3 separate regions of the Mus musculus genome follow, and all the other regions are linked to region 1. Evidence: chromatin contacts called from public HiCAR-type and promoter capture Hi-C data. All regions are on one chromosome and are shown on one strand. Each heading gives the region's core, a stretch centred on a gene start, on an enhancer-like site or on the middle of the called end of the contact. The rest is flanking DNA. Distances are from core to core; before and after follow the strand shown.

The links. Promoter capture Hi-C pulls out the DNA fragments that hold promoters and counts their contacts. HiCAR-type assays count read pairs that join an accessible place to other places.
Region 2: a HiCAR-type map of astrocytes shows a contact between it and region 1, with 6 times the contacts expected there. The contact joins the promoter of Pop1 here to the promoter of Cct5 in region 1. A contact is called at or near these places in 1 of 39 promoter capture datasets (pre-B cells), 1 of 484 Hi-C or Micro-C datasets (embryonic stem cells) and 1 of 115 datasets of contacts at active chromatin or transcription factors (astrocytes).
Region 3: a contact with region 1 is called in a promoter capture Hi-C map of hippocampal neurons, with 6 times the contacts expected there. The contact joins the promoter of Tspyl5 here to the promoter of Cct5 in region 1. A contact is called at or near these places in 2 of 39 promoter capture datasets (hippocampal neurons and stem cell-derived epiblast-like cells) and 1 of 115 datasets of contacts at active chromatin or transcription factors (astrocytes).

What each region holds. Positions count from the first base shown.
Region 1 is chr15:31,600,174-31,603,451 of GRCm38.p6, forward strand. Cct5 (chaperonin containing Tcp1, subunit 5 (epsilon)) reads right to left here and starts at 1,673. Exons shown (of 11, transcript NM_007637.3): 1 at 1,428-1,673. The coding sequence starts at 1,532. It overlaps Atpsckmt (ATP synthase C subunit lysine N-methyltransferase), which reads left to right and starts at 1,943. Exons shown (of 5, transcript NM_026546.3): 1 at 1,943-1,976. The coding sequence starts at 1,964.
Region 2 is chr15:34,493,543-34,496,820 of GRCm38.p6, forward strand. Pop1 (processing of precursor 1, ribonuclease P/MRP family, (S. cerevisiae)) reads left to right here and starts at 1,769. Exons shown (of 16, transcript NM_026340.3): 1 at 1,769-1,873. Rida (reactive intermediate imine deaminase A homolog) reads right to left here and starts at 1,704. Exons shown (of 6, transcript NM_008287.3): 1 at 1,511-1,704. The coding sequence starts at 1,575.
Region 3 is chr15:33,686,289-33,689,566 of GRCm38.p6, forward strand. Tspyl5 (testis-specific protein, Y-encoded-like 5) reads right to left here and starts at 1,595. Exons shown (of 1, transcript NM_001085421.1): 1 at 1-1,595. The coding sequence starts at 1,509. The coding sequence ends at 289.

The sequences.
Region 1 (3,278 bases), core at 423-2,922:
ACGGCTGGCACAACAGGACTGTTAACATGAGTTATACTGGTCAATTTTCTGTCTGTTGGAATTTTGTTATTGGCACGTCCCCAGAAACAGGAAAAAAAAAGGGGGTTGAAGTTGTCTTAGTCAGGGTTTCTATACCTGCACAAAACATCATGACAAAGACACAAATTGGGGAGGAAAGAATTTATTCAGAATACACTTTCCACATTGCTGTTAATCACCAAAGGAAGTCAGGACTGGAACTCAAGCAAGTCAGGAAGCAGGAGCTGATGCAGAGGCCATGGAGGGATGTTACTTATTGGCTTGCTTCCCCTGGCTTGCTCAGCCTGCTCTCTTATAGAATCAAGACTACCAGCCCAGAGATGGCACCACCCACAAGGGGTCTTTCCCCCTTGATCACTAATTGAGAAAATGCCCCACAGCTGGATTTCGTGGAGGTACTTCCCCAACTGAAGCTCCTTTCTCTGTGATAATTCCATCCTGTGTCAAGTTGACAGAAAACCAGCCAGTACACAAGTCGACACAAAACTAGCCAGTACACAAGTCAACACACAACGCGCACAAGCTGAAGGCAAAGAGAACCAAGCATCTACCAGGCCTCAGTTGCTATGTCCACTTCTGCAGCCACTCCAAAACACCTGTCAGAAATTCGGTTTGATAGAGAACTCACCGAGGGATTTCCCTAACACCAGGTCAACCAGGGCACCTCAAACCTGGAGGCACGACTGGCACAATACAACCTAAAATGGGGCTCCCTCCTTCCTCTGAGCTTTTTGTGGCAACACCAGTGACTGTCACTCCTTTCTCCTCTGGGGGCCTAGCACCGGCTCTTGGGTAGCCTTTCTTATTCCTCTCCTTCTGTGAGACATGCCTTCCGACTCAACACTTCGGCTCTGCCTTCCCTCAGGGTAACTTCTTTGTTTCCCTTTAGGAAACTATCCTCAATTGCGGCCAACTGTGCTCCACTGAAACTCTCTCCTTCCACTCCAAAAGTCACCACCATGCGTTTTCTGGCCCAAGGGACTTTACGGTCCCTTTCCTACAAGCAGCCATTCGGTCTGTCCTGTGCACGTTTCTCACTAGTTTTCTCCCTTTCGGGACAGCCCCGCTTCTAAGGGACAAGCGACTTACAGATGTTACAGATGCACCGGCGCAGGCCTGCTCGCCCGCCCGGTGAGCTGGGGATGCGACCCCACCCAGCTCTGAAGCGGCGGATCGCTCTCCCTACCCCACCGTGGGACGAAGGCCTCTACGCCCTCTCCCGCAGCCAGAGCGGGGATGTGACCCTAGAGCCCAAAGGGGCTCCCCGGCACCGGAGATTCTCGAGCTTTCGGGCCAGCACATGGCCGAGCTGCTCTCTCGCCAGCGCAGGCGCACAAGCGCTCCGGCCCACTCCCTTCATCCCGCGGCTTCGCGTTCCGGGCCGTTACCTTGAGGGCCTCAAGCCCCATGAGACGGGACTTGCGATCTTGGTCCTTGATAATGAGAAAGGGGCGCCCATACTCATCGAAGGCGAGGGTCCCCACGGACGCCATGGTGGACGAACTAGAACGAGCGCTCCTCCAGTAACCAGCGGGGACCACTCGGGAAGAGAGACACACCGCACCTCCCTCTCGCGAGAGGACGCAGAATCCCGCGCATGCGCAGTGCAGACCCCGCGACTTACTTTTCAACAGTGACTTTTTTTACGCCGCAGAGTAGCTTCTGGAATCGGCCGCTGTTGGGAACGTCCGTTTTCCACGAACCGAGGGGGGGGGTGTTCGAAACTTAGAAGGCGACGTCTAGCACACAAATGCTAATACTAGACATAATGTAGTCACTGATTCAAGGATTTAAGTTTTCAAAGTTTTTGAATCCAGAGTTGCAGCGGGGAGCTTATTTCCTTAAGATATTTTTCTTTTCTTTGATTGCCGCCCGGGCTCTAAGACGTTGGTAGATTCCACTTCCGGTCTCCCCGGAACGCGCGATGGAGCGAGTAGGTGAGGTTTGACCGGCCTGGCGGCGGGCGATATAGTTGTCTGTGGCGCGGGCGCTTGTGGGGATCGGGCGCGCGTGGCTGCGGTGCTCTCCGTCCCGCGCCGGTCGTGGCTACCACAGTGCTTGCTGGGGGCTGCTGTCCGCACCTCCGTGCACAAGACTCACTGCTCAGCCCGATCCTAGGTCGGCTGGAATCCACCCTGCGGTGGACGAGCTGCTGCTTGGAAGCTATTGAGCCTGTAGCTTTGTTTTCTTGTCTGCAAAGATAATAATAATAATAATAATAATAACAATAATAACAGCAATAACAACAACAATAATGACAAAATAATAGCAACAAAAACAATAATAATAATAATAATGATAATGCCTACTTCACAAGGTTGCTGGACGTGCCTGGTCGTCAGCACATAGTATTTGTCCTTAACTTCCCAGGTTACACAGATCCTGGGCCTTCCCCGCGCGTGTACTGTAGGTGGAGACAAAGTAGCACCGGCTGGTGCTCAGAGTCTCTTGTTCTCAGCGTTTTGCTGTTAGAAAGATACCCCGTAAGGGTAACTGCACGGTACGTCTGCCAGAAATCACGATTCATTTTATAAGCTCGGATTTATTTGTGACGAGTTTCCAGTCTCTCCACTCGTACCCCACAGAACAGAAACTGTCCCTGCCGTATTGTCTGTTTTTATTAGGTACTCAAAATTAGAGTGCATATAACCTGTATGACAGTAGGCTAGCTTTCAGGTCTGTGCTGTTACATGACACAGATTGACATTATGTCAGGACAAGGTTTTTAAAGTTAACACAAACAAGGTTTCATTGTGACATTTTCATTCATATATATATATGTAATTGTACCTTGCCATTGACCTATAAGCTGTCCTCATTATCCTCTCTCCTCCTGGTCTTCCCTCTCAACACAGCACACACACTTGTATACAACAAGATTCTGCATCTGAGCGAAAACATGATGGTTCTGAGTCATTAGTTTACAGTTGAATAAAGCTCTGTGTGTATGTACACCACACTGTATCCATTCCACTGTTGGTGGACATCAAGCTAGGTTCAAGAAAGACTTCAAGGATGGCACGGCAAGTAAAGGCGCTTGTTGCCAAGCCTGACCGCTTGTGCTAGGTCTCGGTCCCACGTGGTGCAGGAGCGAGCAGATTCCCACGTGGGTCACAGACCGCCTTCCAGTCAGGCGGCTGCTCCGCTCCCACTCTTCTTGCTTGCACGGGCCCAGTGGTTCGATGCTTTTGCCCTCAGTTCAGATTCCTAGTTTCCTTTCCCCTGTATTCCTTCAGATG
Region 2 (3,278 bases), core at 519-3,018, 2.9 Mb after region 1:
TATTAAGGGAGCTAGGGTTTGAGTTCAAGCCAAGATGTCACTTGCACACTGTATTTCCTTGAAAAGATTGACCTTGAGCTGTCCTTTTGTAAAATGGAGAGACAACTTAAAGGTAGTTAGTTGTCATAGTGCCTGTCATGTAACATTTGCTACATTACTGCTTCTTTTCCTTTTATAGGTGAAGGCCTATGTCGGATTACTTCTTACACATTTTTGAATCAGCTAAATACTTGGCATGCACTACACATCTTCTACAGTACTAATGTTGCAGCCGAAGAAAATCTTCAGTTTTGATTGACAGCAAAGAGACACTGTGTCAGAAATGACTTTTTCAAAAGGAATTGGCTCTAGATACGTTTTAGTGAAGACTTAGAAGTTAGAGAGGAGAAAGTTATATAAGATACAATACAGTGATTTTTAAAGCTGAGGTATTTTGAGGAACAAGGTTTTAAGTTAAGTGTGCTGGTCTTCACGTCAGCACTAGGAATGCTCAAACAGGAGAACAGCAGGTTCTAGGTTAGTCTGAGCTACAAAGTTAGTCTGTCCTTCATAGCACCCACAGAAGGAAGTGAAAAGAAAGTACCATTTCTATTTAAAAGCACTTCTGGTAAGCAGAGATAAATGCCAAAGGGTAGTTTTTATTTTTCCAGTACATATATGGTTAGCTCTAGTATATAGGATAATCTCAGAAGATCACCTTTGGTGTTACTTGCATTTGATATTAGTGGTAAATAGGCATGGATAAACCATTCATAAGCATCATTGCATTCCTACACGTTATAGAAGCCAGAGACTAGGATAGACATACAGGTATTTGCTGAGTACTGTCCAAATGAGACAAGCATATCTTGTAAATTAAGAAAGGGTTAGATCAAACTTCATGCTAGTAAAAGAAGCCTGTCACAGAGGACCAAACAGTGTATTATACTTTTTATAGCAAACGTCTTTAACAGATAAACCCTATAGTGATGGAGAGGAAATAAATGGGTGGTTGTAAGGAGCTGGGGAAAGATGCCATGTGGAATAAATGCTAATGGTATAAACCTTATTTTAGGTTGGATGTAAATGTTTTGAGAATAGAAAGTGATGATGGCTACACAACTTTTGGGCATAGTAAAAGCCACTGAATTGAACCCACTAACAGAATGAGAATTCTATGGGTTGTTTATTCTATCTTAATAAAATTGTTACAAAAACCAAAACTAGAAGCCACCAAGACGAAAGGCAAGGGGGTTGGGGTGATGCCACTTCTAACCAGAGAAAGCATGTAGCAAGCTCGCCTTCGGGGCCCCGGCAGCTCCAGATGGGGGCAAGATCTTAGGAGTGCAAGTTTCTGGTAGCACCAGGGCTCCCCCATTCTCTGAGGGATTTGGATACACTGTACTCTTTCTGAACTTAGTTTCTTCGCGCGTTCTAAGACTCTCTTTTGCTCGGACCAGCAGGGGCCAAAGCTCCAAACTTGCAACACTGCACCTACCTGGTCCTTCAGAGCTACAGTAAAAAACATTACCTGTAGGGACCAATGGCCGCCGGGGCTTTTGTGGTGCTGATCACCTTTCTGATTATGGACGACATGCTAATCCTTCCCTCTTGAAGACCCTCCAGAAGAAGAAACGATGGTAAGTAACTACACCCACTCTTGTCCACTGACCAGACAGCCCTAGGCAAAAGAGTTTTAGTTCAGGGACAGCCCCGTGCGAATTCGCACGGCCCGATGGGAATTGTAGTTTACAAGCGACTCCGGGACACGTGGAGGAAGAAGCCGTGCTGCGCACGCGCCCTCAGCCCGCTCGCTCACCCTCTGTGGTGGGAGCTTCTAGGGATCTCAGAACCTTGTCATTCTTACCGGCGAAGCCCTCGGAACTTTTGGCAGGTTGGTGGTGAGGCACTAATGCTTAGCCGGGGCCGCCAGCTCGCGGGGGCCTCGCGTGGGGGCTTGCCCACAGTGGCGGCTTCGGCTTGCGGCGCTTTTCACTTGGGGAGGTCCATGCTGCCCGGGCGGGCCCTCTTGCAGTCCAGAGCCTCAGGCTCCTGTGCTCGTTTTTATGCTTATCGTTGCCCTGCCAGGCGGAATCCCCTCTGGGAATGCGCTTGTATCCCTTTCTGGGTACCGTAAAGGACAGGGATGGGTCATTCCGGGGAACCAAGCAGAGGTGTGGGTTGTCTGCCTTTCGCCATCCCGTGCTTCCTTTCTATGCATGATCGCCTCAAGATTTGAGCAGACCGGGGTCTGCTTTCCGGAGGCGAGTCATCTTCTCCTAGCTCACGACTTCAGCTTTCTCACTAACGAACCTGGGTAGATAAGAAGATGTACTAATTAGTAACTGATAATATATCATAAGGAAGTATATTTAAAACAATTCTTTAGTGTAGCTGGTATAATTTTGCCTTTTGAGAAAGATAAAAACTAATTTTTACTCTCTAAATAGATGTGTGTATGTTTATTTTTTCATAAATACGAGTTTTGGTAGAGTATTTGATACTGCAAGACATAAAGCATCTAAAGTGGTTTTGTTTGTTTGTTTGTTTGTTTTGTTTTTGTTTGTTTGTTTTTTGAGAGGGTTTCTCTGGATAGCCCTGGCTGTCCTGGAAATCACTTTGTAGACCAGGCTGGCCTCGAACTCAGAAATCTACCTGCCTCTGCCTCCCGAGTGCTGGGATTAAAAGCGTGGGCCCCCACGCCCGGCTTTTTTTTTTTTTTTTTAGAGCTGATTTGTTGTTTGATTTTTATAATAGTCAGTGATGAGATGCTATTTTGCCTAAATATGTAGTACAGTCGGAACTATAATTAGGGCCAGTTGTTGGAAAAGTCTATCTCAATCCCAAATCCAAATTAATGATTTAAAAAATATAAAATTTAACCCAGCAACTCAATTTCAAACTAGTTTTTTAAATCAAACAATGCAGCCCAGCACAATCCAAAGACGTGCGGCATGAGAACAATTTAAAGAGAAATTTAGGCCTGTTTTTATATCATTGTTTCCTTTTTTTTCTTTTTCTTTATTTAATGTACGAGTGCTCTGCTGCATATATATCTGCCTGCCTGAAGAGGATATCAGATCCCCCTATAGATGTTTTGTGAGCCACCACGTGGTTGCTGGGAATTGAACTCATGACCTCTGGAAGAGCAGCCAGTGCTCTTAGCCTCTGAGCCATCTCACCAGCCTGTATAACATTGTTTCTTAAGAGCATAAACCTGTATGTACAGTAAGAACACTGGGTTCATAACTTGCCTGGGATCTTGGCTGAGCTGTTTCAGGCAGTATTTGTTGGTGTTG
Region 3 (3,278 bases), core at 345-2,844, 2.1 Mb after region 1:
GGTGAAAGGAAAGTGGGAAGAGCCAGAGCCAAGAACAGGGACTGGATAGTGTAGAGAAAGTCATATATCAGAAGTGATTGATACACAAACAGTGAGAATGTCACACATGCAACACTATTGTGACAAGGTGAGGTCATGGGGAAGCAGAGAATATTATCACAAATGTCACATTCTTGAAGATAAGTCCAAAGTGGCTACCATGTATGGTATGAACAGAAGGCAGACAACCAAACCCACGTGGTCAGCCTAACAGGTCCAGCAAGAGGTGGTAGGGAGATCTGTGTCGGATCAGTTGGGCTGCCTCACTGCAGGTGCAGGGCTCAGTTTTGCTGGACCTGGCCTTTCTTCCTTTCCTTTCTCTCCACGGGCTTCTTCACTGATCAGGTAGTACTGTAGAGGATTGGGCCACAGGTCCTCATTAATTATCTCAACAATCTTGTCAGACTCAATAGAGCTGTGATTTGAAAACCACCCAAAGAAGCTACCATTGTTTTCTGGGTTTTCCTTGCTTAGGGATTGTAGATCATGGCCTGGGAGCCACTGGATTGGAGCTGAACGAGACACCACTTGACCGGATGGACCACAGCCATATTCCTTAATGAGCACCTTGTTTTGGAAATAGGGGTTTCGGCCAAAGTAGAACTTGATTTTGTAGCCCAACCTGGCAAGGCCAAGTTCTTCCACCTCCAGTCTGTTCAAATAGCTCAATACCTCCTTATCTTTGGTATTCAGAAAAGCTGACAGCTGGGGATGGTTCTGAAAAGCTTGCCCCCAGAAGCCCGGAATGCTCTGGATGAGGAGGTTCCGGCGCTCTAAGTGGTGAAGTCGCAACTGGCCAAACTTGCGTGAAAGCCTGAGATATGCCCTGTCAGCCTGTGCATTCATGGTCTCTAGCTTTAGCTGGACCGTCTCTAGGGTATCCATGCTGCCCACTGTCGCGGGAGACCCTGCCCCAGCATGCTTCTCTGTCATCTTTTTTTCCTCCCCCACTGGAGCAGCGGCGCACAACCCCGCAGAGGCCATCTTCGGCTTCCCACTAACTGTGGCCTGAGGTCCCCTCCCCGTGGCGCTCCGAGTATCTGGGGCCTTCCTCCCGGGGACTCGCCGATTTCCAATGCGGGAGCCGCGTCGCAGCTTCGCCAAGGCTCCCACGGTTCCCACGAAGCTGGTGTCGCTGGTCAGGCGCTCGGCGAGGGAACGGGCCCTCTCCAGGTCCGGATCAGGGGCCGCCAGCCCGCGCTCGTCTGCAGCCCGAGCCCGCAACGCCAGGCCGCAGTCCAGCGGGAGGCGGCAGGCCGCCTCTTCCCGCAGCTCGGCTGGTTCGGCGCCTCCTTGAGCTGCGCCGGCCTGCACCTGCGCGGCCGCGGAGTCCTCCCCGAGCCGCGGGCTCTGTGGTGGCTTTTCGTCGTGCCAGGCGTCTTCCGCAGCGGCCCGGACCCGGGCTCTGGCCCGGCCTTTGCCCCGGCCTTTGGCGCGGGAAGACTTTCGACCCCTACTCCGTCCGCTCATGGTGCCAGAGAACAAGGTTTCAAAGCCGCTACCAGCCCAGGGTCTCTACGAAGCTGGCCTCTCCATGGCAACCGTGACGTCACCACGGCAGGACCCACTGCACCCAGTGATTGGCTCCGCTCAGCGGCTGCGTACCAGCCCACCCTCACATGCTACACGCCCTTAGTCTTATTTTGCAGTTAGAAAGTTAGTTTCCACCTGTGCTTGGCCTTGGTAGTGTTGCTGACTCATCTCCTATCATTGATAGCAAGCGTGTCCCCAGGGGTTCATAAGACAGAGCCATTGCTCCTACAGTGACATCGTAAAGGCACCCACTACCGTCTCCATCAATTTTCTAAGTATTTTTCCTCTTCTGTTATTTTCTGTGACATCTCTCATAATTAATTGGTCATCGGCATGTCTGTCTCATTACATAATTATTCTACTGTAAGATTTGTCCCAACGATTCAACTCTAGGGAATGTGAAAGCCAGAACCATAATATTTATGTAAAATGACTTAGAAAGAATAAAAAAGTAACATACAAGGCATTTTACTGAATACTAATTTTACATTATCTCTGTTCTTGAAGGAGGTATTCTTGTTCCCAGTTTCCTGATAAAATGGCAACTGAGGGCTGGTGTTAGTTACATCTCAGTGATAAAACAGTTACTCAGCATGTGGGAAGTCCTGGATTCAGTCCTTAGTGAGGAGGAGGATTCAGTCCTTAGTGAGGAGGAGGAAGAGCAGGTGGAGAGGAGAGGGATACTAAGGAACATTCTGGAGACTATACAGCGAAGGAGAAAAAGGCTTGGCCTAATTATGTTACCATGCTACCATAATCTGTTGGCCCTTTGCAAATGGCTATGGTGACTCCTAAGCTGTTCAGCATGTTAACAAATTCCAAACTCCTTGCCTAGGCACAAATCCTCCAGCTGCCTCAGGTCTACACAGAGTAACGCTGTGAATCCCAGTCCAGAGCCAGAAATAACAGGCCTGAGTCCAAGCTCCTGTAATTGGGATAGGACACACATAGAATAAAAATACCATTCTAGGAGTAGAGAAGGATTTCCAGGTGAGATTTTTGAGACAGAGGGTTTACAGGAGTAGTGAGGGAGGGAGCCCTAGAAATTTTTCATAGCCTACAGAGAATCAGCCAGAAAACCTGTCTGGCACTCCTAAAGAAACCTCATATCCTATAGCAGGGCTACAGCACCATGAGTACTGAGGGAATGCATGACAAATGTGAAGAGAAACTTTCTGAGTGGATCTTCCAGGTTCAAACACCACAACACCCTTGCAGTGAAAAACAGAGAAGTAAGCCTAGCCGTTGGGCAGGATATGGAAGCTTGCTCAAGGTGCACAAGAACTACTAGATCAGCAACTAAATGTTAACAAGCTCTCGGCCAGCTTTTATTTTTATTTATTTTAGATATTTTCTTTATTTACATTTAAAATGTTATACCCTTTCCTTGTTTCCCCCTATCCCATCCCTCCTACCCACCTGCTTACCAGCCCACCCACTCCTGCTTCCCTATTCTGGCATTGAATTCTTCCCTACACTGGGGCATTGAATTTTCACAGGACCAAGGGTCTCTCTTCCCATTGATATGCCACAGGGCCATCCTCGGCTACATATGCAGCTGGAGCCATGGGTCTGTCCATGTATACTCTTTGGTTGGTGGTTTAGTCCCTGGAAACTCTGGGGGTACTGGTTGGTTCATATTGTTGTTCCTCCTATGGGGCTGCAAACCCCTTCAGCTCCTTGGGTACTTTCCCTAGCTCCTTCAT